2 separate regions of the Mus musculus genome follow, and region 1 is linked to region 2. A link is a contact called in public promoter capture Hi-C data. All regions are on one chromosome and are shown on one strand. The core of a region is the stretch at or near the end of the contact, and the rest is flanking DNA. Distances in the headings are between cores, read along the strand shown.

Region 1 (5,824 bases), core at 3,287-5,786, 380 kb before region 2:
AGCTCGGGGTGGGGTTGACCCAGGACAGGGATGATGCCTCTCTGCACAAAGTCCCAGTTTTTAGCTTGAGCCAGATTATGGGTTTGACAGCTCTGATGGTGCTTAGTATTTCTTTTGTAATTTTTTTTTTTTTGAGAAAGGGTCTCCGTGTATAGCTCAGGCAGCTTTGACCATATGATTCTCTTGCTTCCTGAGCACTGGGGTTACAGATGTGGTATGATGAGCGGATCTCTTTTCTAACTATTTGGTGGTGTGGTGGGATAGTTTAAAGGCAGGGTTTCTTTGCGTAGCCCTGGTTGTCCTGGAATTCACTATGTAGACCACGCTGGCCTTGAACTCACAGAGATCTGCCTGTTTCTGCTTCCTGAGTGTTGAGACTAATGGTGCACACCACCACTGCCCAGGTCTGTTGTTCTTTAGTGTTGGAAGCAAGAATGGGCCTGGAGAGATGGCTGGCAGTTAGGAGCGCTTGCTGCACTTGTTCTCAGCATCCCTGTGTAGCTTTCAAACAGCTGCAACTGCAGTTCCAGGGGCTGCAATACCCTCTCTGGCTTCCATGGGCACCAGGCATGCACATGGTTTACCCAAGTGCATGCAAGGCAGACACTCATCTACATAAAACAAGGATAATAAAAAGCAACATAGGACCAATATAAAAAAAAAAACTCAATGAGCACACGGGAACATTAAAGCACAAAAGGAAAACTCCCATCCCACCATAGCACCTGTCTTCCAATCTCAAGTTTCAGAGGAAAAGATGATGATGCTAAGCACCCGATGCTGCCCCTGGTCCAGCCAGAGAGTGGTATGAATCCTCAGCCCAGAGCCACAGCAGGAGTGTCCACCACCGAGGGCAGAGCCGCTCAGTTTGGTCAGATAACAGGGCTTGTGGGAGTCTTTCGTGATCTTGGAGACTGAGCTTAGGCAGGTGTGGTACCACTGGGCTACATCCCTGGCTGTGCACTGTGACAAGGGTTTCTTTCCTGCAGGTTTTCCAGGAGCCAGTCTGGCACGTCTGCTGCCTTTGCGAATGACTCAGAAGCACTCAAGTCACAGGGCATCTTTCTAGGGGAGAGGAAAAGCAGGGTGGCGTCCGTAGCTCTGCAAGAAGCGTTGGGAAGTCATGGGAAGGACAGGGCGGACACTGAAGACATTGATCAGGAAACGCCAGCAAAAGGAAGACATTTGGGCCCCACCCACGGTGAGCCGCCAAACCATGGCTTCCTTGTTCTCTAAGTTTGATTCACTTTTAAACATCTTTATCTTTAGAAAACGATTCTGTGTACCTTGTCAACATGCGCTCTTTAGCACATCTTATTTACAAATTTATTCACTAAGCTGTGGAAAGTACTTTAAGACATCAAAAAGAGGCTGACTTTCCCTCCCCTAGACTCCATATCAGGCCATGTTATGTCACCATCTCTCCAGGAAGTGGTGCCAGATAGAAAAGACTCAAGGGCCCATTACAACCAACCAATCCACAGGCCAGATTGCCTCCTCCAGAGGTGGTGAATTTACTCTTGACCTTGACCTGACCTCCCTGGTAGACTTCTTGGTCTATGAATGTTCACTGTGGTGTAGCCTCACCAAAAGACTATCATGTATATAGCATTCTGCCTGTGTGTATGCCTGCAGGCCAGAAGAGGGCACCAGATCTCACTATAGATGGTTGCGAGCCACCATATGGTTGCTGGGAATTGAACTCAGGGCCTCTGGAAGAGCAGTCAGTGCTCTTAACCTCTGAGCTATCTTTCATTTAAGGAACATTTTAAAACAGCTGTAGATAGGTTTTAGATCACAACGTGTAGAAGTGTTATGTCTTATCTGTGCTTGGTGGATTAAGCGGAACAGTAAACACATTAGTGAGAGACATGGGGGGACTTGACTGTAATGCTTTCTGAAGAGTTTTGTTTTTTTTTATTTTCTGTTTGTGTGAGAGTGCCTGTATGTATGTATGCATGCACTACGAGTGCAGTGCCCTTGGAGGCCAGAAGAGGGCGTTAGATCCTCAGGAGCTGGGGTTAGGGACAATTGTGGCCCACTATGTGGATGGTGGGAATTGAACCCAGGTCCCCTAGAAACGCACCCAGTGCTCTTTAACTACCAAGCCATTTCTCTAGACCCCAACCTTGGCATTCTCAAAAGTCATACGAGAAGGTGGAGTTTCTATGAGCTGGGGGTGGGGCTAGTCCTATTTAGATAAGAGGAGATGTGTTGCATGATTCTCGAGGGACACTTATGGCTGCTGGTGAGGTGGCCACAGGAACAATGCAATTTCTCTGTGGCTCATGGCTCTGAATTAGATGAGTGCTTTTTTTCTTAGGGTTGTTCTGAGGATAAAGCTTGATGTTCTGCGTTGAGCGCCTGCTAAGCACACAGCACTCTTAGCTGTAAGGGTGAGGATGCCATGTGTAGTTAGTTACCTGTTAGACTCCAAAGCATCCAGGAGGAGCAACAGAACTTGGTGGTTCAAGAGTAGGTGCTCACAGCAGTGACTTCCCCTCCTCATAGCAGTGACTTCCCTTCCTCACAGCAGTGACTTCCCCTCTATAGGTTAAAATGGGCATCAGAAGAACTCACATGCAGATTATGTTTTCAGTACAGACTATCTTCAGCTAATCTTACTGAGGTAACTGTTTTAGACCTGGATATACATCGGAAATCACCTGCGAATCTTTTCTTACTAATTAAGCCTGTTCCTTGACAATTTTATAAATGTGTATCATGCATTCTGTTTACTCTCGACCCCCCACCCTCTGTCATTTCTCTTCTATCAACTGTCTTCTCTGTCCCACAAAGCCCCCTTTCACATTCTGAAATCCACCAAGTTTAACCACAGCCATCGGTGTGAGTTATGGGTTTGGAGCTATCCGTTTGAACCTGGTGGGCTGAGCCATGGGCGTGCAACTGAAGACGATGACTCTTCCAGACGATGAAAGTTCAGCTTGGAGGGCCAGGGCTTCCTGGGCTTCTCTCCTTTTATGGCCGACTGTTGACAGGGAGAGTCTTGCGCAGGCTCAGTTCAGGCAGCCTCGGTTCCTGATTGTAGTGGCTGCGTTGAATTCAGAAGATGGCGGATCTCAGCTCTCCTCTTGGTCTTCTGGCTCTTGTGTTCTCCCCACCCCTTCTTTGGTGACCTTCCTGAGCCATAGAGGAAATGGTGTAAACATCTTATTTAGGGCTGAGTATTCAACTGCCGCTCATCACCTGGGAATCGAGGGACATTCTCCTCTGAGCAGTCTGTGGGTGGGGGACTTACAGGTGATTCCTCAGCTTAGTCAACAATGGCGGCTGCTCTGAGGCAGGTTAGTCCCCAAACCAAGGTCAGAATGATGGAGGACTGCTGCCTGGCCATCTAATCTAGGCCTATCCATAAACCTGACGCCTGCAGGTCCCCAGTCCCCCTCAGCCACTCTGCTGCTTGGCTGTGTCTGCTCTTTCTCCTCCTGCACTCCAAGGCTATTCTTAGCCCTCATAACAACCTCAAGCCCCCTCCTCCATTTTCCCTTCCCATAGTTACTCCTTTTGCACTTTTCAAAAGAAATAAAGGTAAACAGTCAAACCTTCAACTTCCTTTCTCTTGCCCCGCCCACCCCATCTTCTCCCATTGGAGAAAAGAGCTGGCCAGTCTCCATCTTGTTCTGAATTGCTGAGACAGACAAAACTGCTCTTTCAGACCCCATAGCCTCGAGTTGCTTGGGGACTCTGCCACTGATGACTGTCCCCTTCCTTTTCAGACTCCTGCTTGTCCCTTGGCTTTGTGGACAGCAGTCTGCATTGGAGTGGACAACCATTCTTGAGCCAGGCGTAGAACATCAGCCCCTCCCTATCTTTCTCTTACTCTCCCTTTCTTCTCTGATATGTTTTTCTTGACTTTTCCTTTGTACAACTTCATTCTGCACCCCTGTGAGAATGCAGATTGGGTCATGTCATTTCTTATCATATGTCCTTCCTGTGTGAGGAACACAGGCCCCTTAAGGTTGACCCATGCCCAGAGGCTCTAGAGCCTTGATGGCTGCCGTGTTCCTGTATGTCATGTTTACAGGAGTCACAGTTGGTCCTTGGGTCCTGGTACTTGGTTCCAGCCTCTGTGGCCCAGCTCACTCTCACCTGCCTGCCTCTGCTCATTCATTACCACTGGGCTCAAGTTTATCCCTCCTCGGGGCCCTCTCTGTGCCCTTATGAAATTTTCATGGCCTCCTTTGTATCCTCCTGTTGTTGCTGGATTCTGCCATGAAGCCTGCACCCCGCTATTGCCCTGCTTGTGAAGAATTTTAGACAAGTGCTATCTCTATTCACACAAGCCAGGATGATCTTGAAACATTTTCAATTTTGGCGTTATCTCTCAAGCACTCAGAGTTTTTTTCCCCCTTCCAGGTAGGGTTATATTGTAAAACATCTATACTGGGCGATAGAACAAGCCTGGACTTCAGTGAAGCTGCAATTTCACTGTAGCTGCTCGTTACACCCACCAGCACTCTCCTTCCCACACACCCTGTTCCCGACGTCCCTGGATTCCACAGACTTGAGTAAAATCCTGGGCACTGCGGCAGCATCTGCCAAGAAGGCAAATGTTAATATTCATGGGAAAACAATGCCTAATACAAGATTAGGGGTTTTCAGTAATTGCTTGAGTAAAAGCTTATTGTTCTCTGATGTCATACCATACTAATAAAGCAAGCTCAGGGCTGTAAGAAATACTGGGTGTTGTTAGGCTTCAGGCAAGAGTGTCGGCTGCTTAGATGGAAGTGGCGAGGACTCACCCATAGTTCCGACTAAGGCAGTAAGCACTAGAGGCTGGTTAAGTGGAAGTATTTTAAAATTCAGTACAATTAAAGTTTCGGTATCTTGGCGGGCCCAGACTCACTTCAGATGCTCAGCAGTCATGTGGGCACGGGTGTTGATCAGCATAGATTTCCTATCGATCCAGATGTTTGTGTCACTGAAGAAAGTTCAGCTGCATGACACCATTCCAGATATGTAATCTAGGAAAAGTGGCTTCTTTCCACCCAGGCAAAGTGGGGCTTCTAAAGACAAGGGCCCAAGCTGATGTGACAAGTCCTTGGTTTGTGGGTTCTAAGTAGATCGGCTTTGGCAGAGCTGAGGAGTGCTGCAAGTCTCCAGGTCAGGTCAAGACAGAACAGCTGGCTGTTGGCTTCTCAGTGTTTCTCGGTTGACTCCCACAAGGCTTTGACCGTGTGTCCTTTTTCCTGATACCCTACCCTGAGAAGAGAACCATACAATGATACATCCAAGTGTGCCTGCCCCAGGCACAGAACAATCCTAGCAGTTCCTTTAGGATCAAGTGTTTCCATCCTCATGGGTGCTGGCATCTCCTAGAAAGATGGCAGGTGTTGATTGTACCACTGAGTGGCTGGTCCTCAGCTCCTGGCAGCAGGGGCATCATGCAGTGTGCCACCCCCTCTCTGTGTGATGCCACCGAGTGGCTGATCCTCAGCTCCTGGCAGCGGGGGCATCGTATACTGTGCTGCCTCCTCTCTGTGTGGTGTCTTTGCTATTTAGGGTCCTCTGAAGTTCCAGAGGGAACTCCAGCCAGCATTCTGCCCTTCAGGGTTGGCCCAGGATGAGCACAGTGCACAAGATATAAAGTGTCTCCAAAGACATGCGGAGGGAGGGGGTGACACACCTGGGAAACCTGCCCCTGACTGAAAATCCGGAAGTTCCCAACTCTTGCCCTGCTGTGATCTGCTGATTCCCAATGCCATTTAAAAAAAAATCTTCCAAGGCATACCATATTTGTTTTTTTTATTTTTATAGTGGCTACCTTAAGTTTTTGAGTAAAAAAATCAGGATGCTACAAATG
Region 2 (5,593 bases), core at 2,136-4,635:
ACCAGAACACAAGTCCTTCAGAGTCTAGGGTGTAGCACCTGGCTCCTCTCTGCCCAGTGTAACCTCAGTCTTATCCAAATGCTAATAGGTGGCCCTGAAACATGACTGGCACAAGAACTCTGTGCCCATCCAATACTCATTTTTGTTGGCTAAGAATATCTACCAGTACTTGCTGGATAGAGCTGCAGGATATGAAGGGGTGCGGGTCGGGAGGACAGTACAGGCTTCTAAAGGAGTAACAGGATCTGCTCTGTCACTCTGGGACTATCCCAGATGACTCCATTCAAAGCTTTGCCATAATCGTCAGGGCCTCTGAGGGTCAGCACTACACCGTGGTGATAGAAGGGTTGTGTAGACCCTTCCTCCGCTCTCCATCTAAATAGGGGTACTGCGGCAAACTCACTTCAGAGTGCTCCTCCTCCTGTAACAGGTCACTATCTGCTTGCAAACACCTTTTAGAAATAGATATGTTGAGGTGAGGGAGATAGCGTGCCTGAGTGAGACTGAGCGTCCGCACACATGTAAAATATACATTTGTAGTCTCAGTGTTGGAGAGGCAGGAAGAGATGGACCCCTGGGGAATCACTGGTCAGCCAACCTAGCTTACTTGGCAAGTCCCAGGCCAATGAGAGGCCCTGTCTTCAAAAATTGTAGATCACACCTAAGGAATGACATCTGAAGAGGTGCTTTGGCTTGCACAGGCGCCTGCGCTGCCCCACACCAACCCCTGACTCCACACCCCCACCCCCACCCCCCGCATGCATGTACTCATGCAGTAGATATGTCTCTTCTCCATTATTTTCCTCTTCCTTTCATGTTCCTCTCTGATGGTAAAGGAAATCACCCCTTTTTATGGACGAGCCAACCACACGCTTTCTGATTTTAGGAGCCTTTTGTATTTTTATTTCAAAGGATGTACTCAGAGGTCTCAGAAGAGTTTCACCCATCTCCTCATTTCCAGCTTCTAGAGCCCACTTACTAGGCAGCGTCTAACAAATCCTTGGTTCAGAGTTCCTCCATTCTCCAACTGCCGATTGTGCTCCTATAGGCAAAGGCTAGGATGGGTAGCTGGGCATTTGAACACAACTCACTGTTTCTTTCCACGAGAACATCTCTTTTTACAACACTCACGGGCCAACCTGCGCCGAGATGAGGCGCCTGCAGTAAAAGAACCACGAGCTGAAGAGCAGGCTAACAGACGCAGAGAAACTCAAAGTGGTAGCATCCGACCGGCCTACTCTCCTCCCACTGTTAGATTCCAGAGGCCACTTCCGGTCTGCCCGCCCATCACTGCCTCTCCCCACCACTTTCCACATGCCTCCAAGAAAGTTCCACTATTCGCTCTGGCTACCAAAGTCCTCTCCTCTTCCCCATACCTCAGTGCCAAGCCCTGTGGAACCAAGACTGAACATCTCAGTGTTTGGTTCACTGAAGAGAGAGCCCTGGAGTGACAGATGCAGAATTCTGCCTTGCATCTTGCAAACAGAATATACCAGAAAACTTAAGAGTTGAATGAACACAGATGACAAAAAACAAAGACATCCGATATCAGTCCCTTGAAATGGTTCTGATTTGCCCATGTACTGTCCCACGGATGGCAAAGGAAATGTACCTGGCTGGCCTGGTGACGCTGTCTCCAAATTTGCTCACAATACTGTGTCACACACCCAGAAGTGACATTGACTTCCAAACCTCTTTGTTTGGAATTTTCATTCAGCCACATTGAGTACCACACCACACCCCTCTCCTGCTCTCCACGACAGCTCCACCTCTTGCCCTCTTCTGTCAGGTCCAGTGACCTCACTGTCCTGTCCTTAGTCTCCCAGGGACAGGATTTCTCAGAAAACAGAACATATAGCTTTAAAACAGGATCTTCCTCCTTAGTTTAAAATCTTAGATTCAACTTAGCTGTGTACCCTGCCTGACTATGGATTCCAGGAAAGACCTAACCCATAAAGTAGCTATTTTCCCCATATCCAAGAAGGCTAAGCTCTCTGATACCAGCAATTAATATCCATCTGTGCTCTTTTACTAATGTAGATCCAGGATGTAGGTAAGGACTTGGCAAGGTGACAAAGGATATCTTTGTCTAGGGGCAAAAGAAATTTATTAGGAGAATGTGAAGAGAGATGGGCAGGTGTTCCTTGAATTATGATAAGCTGTCTCTCGGGGGGGGGTTATGAGTAGAAGTGCTTTAAAGGTGGCTGGTTTTGATGCTCTCTGGCTTCTTAGAGGGTGACCTTTGAATTCCCCTTCAAATCCTGAAGCAGAGGTAGCATTACGGGAGGCTTTAAAAGACCTCAACGCTTCATGCCTGGCTTTAATTATCTCTCCCTGGTGGTGAACCTTGGCAAGGATACAAAAGTGCTGCTGCCTTGCCAGTGAGATGGTCACTCCTGGGGAGACAGATAAATCATGCTCGCTCCAGCCAGAATTCTCATCACGCTTTAGAGTTGCTGATGCGTGGGATGCAAATTAGCAGCGCAACCAGGAAAGCAAGGCAGAGGCTGTGGGCTGCGTGCCAAGTGGGCCAAAGCTCTGGCATGCATTTGGTGATAAGTATCAGTCCTGGGCATGCTTTCAGCACTTAAGGGTGACCTATTAATCCAGTAGCTGGGGCAGTGAGTTGGTGTCTTTTGGCCACCCTTGCGGTTGAATCATCAAGACTGGATCACCCTTTCTGGACTCTCTCCTTAAGGCTTTGTGTTAGTTCGGCTTCATTGTCAACTTGATTGGGTTGAGAAATGTCTAGATTAGCCAGGTGCACCTGCTGGTGTGTCTGCACGGCACCTTCCCGATTAGATTGACTACAGAAGAAACAGCCACACTGACTGTGGGTGTCACCATCCCCTAGGCTCCAGTGTAGATGGAATAAAAAAGGAAAATAAGGAGAGCCTGTAAATTCTCCCTCTCCCCCACTGCTCCCTCTCTCTCTCCCCCAACCCCCTTCGCTCCCTCCCTTTCTACCTCCCTCCTGCTTCCTGACTGCCACACCACAGTGCCAAGAACTGCTCTGCTCTTCCTACCTCTGCTTGTACGGGTTCCTGTCCTAACTTCCCCCAGTGAAGGACTGTAAACTGAAATAAACCCTTCCTTCCCCAAGACGCATTTGTTCATTGCTTTAGCACAGCAACAGGGAAAGCAAACTAGATATGATTTCTAGGGAATGAGTTCCGTATCATATGGATAAATCTTTTGTTTTTACTGCTTGAATGTGGCTCAGTGGAAATGGTCTCCTTTTAAGAAGGATTAAGAAGAAAATAGGGCATAATAGCCAAGACAATACTGAAGATAAGACTGCCCACATGACCTAGAAGGAAGAGCGAAACCAGCCAACAAGCCAGACGTAGGAGCTGGCAAATGTGGCCGCATCTGTGCAAGTTGGCAGAGCTCCTTAAAATAACTTCACACTAGCCCAGATGGACGACCAACGCGGTCATGAGGATCCTTCCCTGAGCCAGCCAGGCGCTGTAACTAACTTCCTCTCGTTTCTCTGAGCGCAACCTCAAGCTTCACTGTTATCTGGGAGGAGGAGAGGTGGAGAGGACAACCACACAGAGCAATTGTTTCAGACACACCTCCTGCTTGACCACGTTCCCAGGCCTTTCCTCTCCACGTCCTTCATAACCAAGGAGCAACTTCCTGGCTTGGTCTAACAATAACTACCTGTTAGAATTTAAAGGGACCAGGCAATGGGTAAAGGCTCTTGTTGCACTGCCTAGGGACACGGGTCCAACCTCTGGTTAGACTCCTGTAAAGATGGGATGAGATAAAGGATTCTAAAGTTGTCCTCTGATCTCCACACGTACCCACACATACCCATGGAAACACAGACACAGACACACATACTCACATACATATACACACACAATTTAAAGTAAAATAAAAATATTTAAAGAATTTGAAGGAACTGGAAGGCTGGAGACATAGCTCAGCAGTTAAGAGCACTGGTTGCTCTTCCAGAGGATTGAGGTTCAATTCCCAGCACCCCCACAGTGCTTACAATCATGTGTAATTCTAGCCCCAGAGTAGGCAACACCTTCTTTTGCCCTCATTGGCATAGTATGCATAGATGTTTAAATATATATGAAAGCAAAACACCCATACCCATAAAATAAAAGTAAAGGAAAACTTAAAAATAAATCAATAAAATGTAAAAGCAAAAATCCCCTTTCCTTGTCGTCTACTGCTCTGTGGAGGCATTCTTCCCTCTTCTCTGCTTGTACTTGAAAACTTTGTTGAATTAATTTAGTTGTGTAGCTTTTTTGCTCTCCTTAATGACAGATACTCAAAATCACTTAACTTCCTCATAGTCTTCTGCCTAATAGTCATGGCACATGTGGGTCCTCAATTATTATTGATGAATGTGTTTACCATGAATGAATGAATGAGTTGAGTTGTTATTAAAGTTGAAGGTATGTTGGCCTTGATGGCACCCTCCTGTAATCTCATTGGTCTTGATGGCACCCTCCTGTAATCTCATTGGTCTTGGTGGCACCCTCTCTTAAACGCGTTCTCACGACCGGCCAGGAAAGACACAACAAACCAGAATCTTCTGCGGCAAAACTTTATTGCTTACATCTTCAGGAGCAGGAGCGCAAGCCCCAAGCCCCAAAAACGAAAGCCCCCTGCTTACATCTTTAGGAGCCAGAGCGCCAGAGCGCAGAGCGCCAGAGCGCAAGCAAGAGAGAGAATGGCGGAAACCCCGTTCCCTTTAAGGAGAATTATCCTTCGCCTAGGACGCATCACTCCCTGATTGGCTGCAGCCCATGGCCGAGTTGACGTCACGGGAAAGGCAGAGTACATGTAGTGGTAAAATACCCTTGGCACATGCGCAGATTATTTGTTTACCACTTAGAACACAGGATGTCAGCGCCATCTTGTGATGGCGAATGTGGGGGCGGCTCCCAACATCTCCCCCTTTCCTTTTAATAAGAGCAATAGGCCACCCATATTAATGAGAGTGGAGATAGAGGTCAAATCCCCAGTGTGCAGGTAAAGGAGCCATGTACAGGATTAGCTCTTAGGCTCACAGGCTTTTACCCAGAGCAACCCTGACCTGCTCCCGTGTCGTTTTACCTGGAGAGAAGGACACTTGGACACTCAACCTTCTTGAAAGATGACATGTCTCCCTAGAATAGGCTCATATATGCCGCAGAGCCCTTCTACTGCAGTGCTAAGCCGTGCAACTCTCTCGGGCTGCTGAAGCACACTCACTCTATCCCGTGCAATGAGACTAGCCTCGTGAGATGCAAGAGCTGAGTGGCCAGCGACCTATTGCTTAAGCATAGATATATCAGGGGAAGCACCATGTTCTAGAGCTGCAAGTGCCTGGGCAATAACCACCTTGTCTCTCCTAGTTTGGGCCTTAAGCTTACAGACCAACCAAAGAAGCAACACTAATCCACAGCAAAGTATATCTCCAAATAATATCAATCCCACCCATTCTTTAAAGAAGGGAAATGCTGAGGAGATCCAATTGGGTAATCCTTTGGTCAGGGACAGGTCCAAGCGCGTGGAGTTGACCTGAAGTCTCAATTTCCGAAGGATCTGTTCAAATTCAGCCGTCCAATTCTGTAACATATACTGAAAA

The links. Promoter capture Hi-C pulls out the DNA fragments that hold promoters and counts their contacts.
Region 1: a promoter capture Hi-C map of hippocampal neurons shows a contact between it and region 2, with 2.6 times the contacts expected there. The contact joins two enhancer-like sites. A contact is called at or near these places in 1 of 39 promoter capture datasets (hippocampal neurons), 2 of 15 datasets of contacts at CTCF or cohesin (large pre-B cells and pro-B cells), 1 of 115 datasets of contacts at active chromatin or transcription factors (kidney) and 1 of 9 other capture datasets (embryonic stem cells).

The regions. Positions count from the first base shown.
Region 1 is chr9:105,991,298-105,997,121 of GRCm38.p6, reverse strand. Col6a4 (collagen, type VI, alpha 4) reads left to right here. Exons shown (of 38, transcript NM_026763.2): 37 at 990-1,201. Among named protein-coding and RNA genes, the nearest start is that of Col6a5, 34 kb to the right of the region's middle. Within about 2 kb of position 4,536, at least 8 of the 459 cell types and tissues checked have an H3K27ac peak or open chromatin away from gene starts, as enhancers often do. A contact at or near this core is called in hippocampal neurons, where this site is marked.
Region 2 is chr9:105,610,018-105,615,610 of GRCm38.p6, reverse strand. No RefSeq gene overlaps it. Among named protein-coding and RNA genes, the nearest start is that of Pik3r4, 30 kb to the left of the region's middle. Within about 2 kb of position 3,385, at least 19 of the 459 cell types and tissues checked have an H3K27ac peak or open chromatin away from gene starts, as enhancers often do. A contact at or near this core is called in hippocampal neurons, where this site is marked.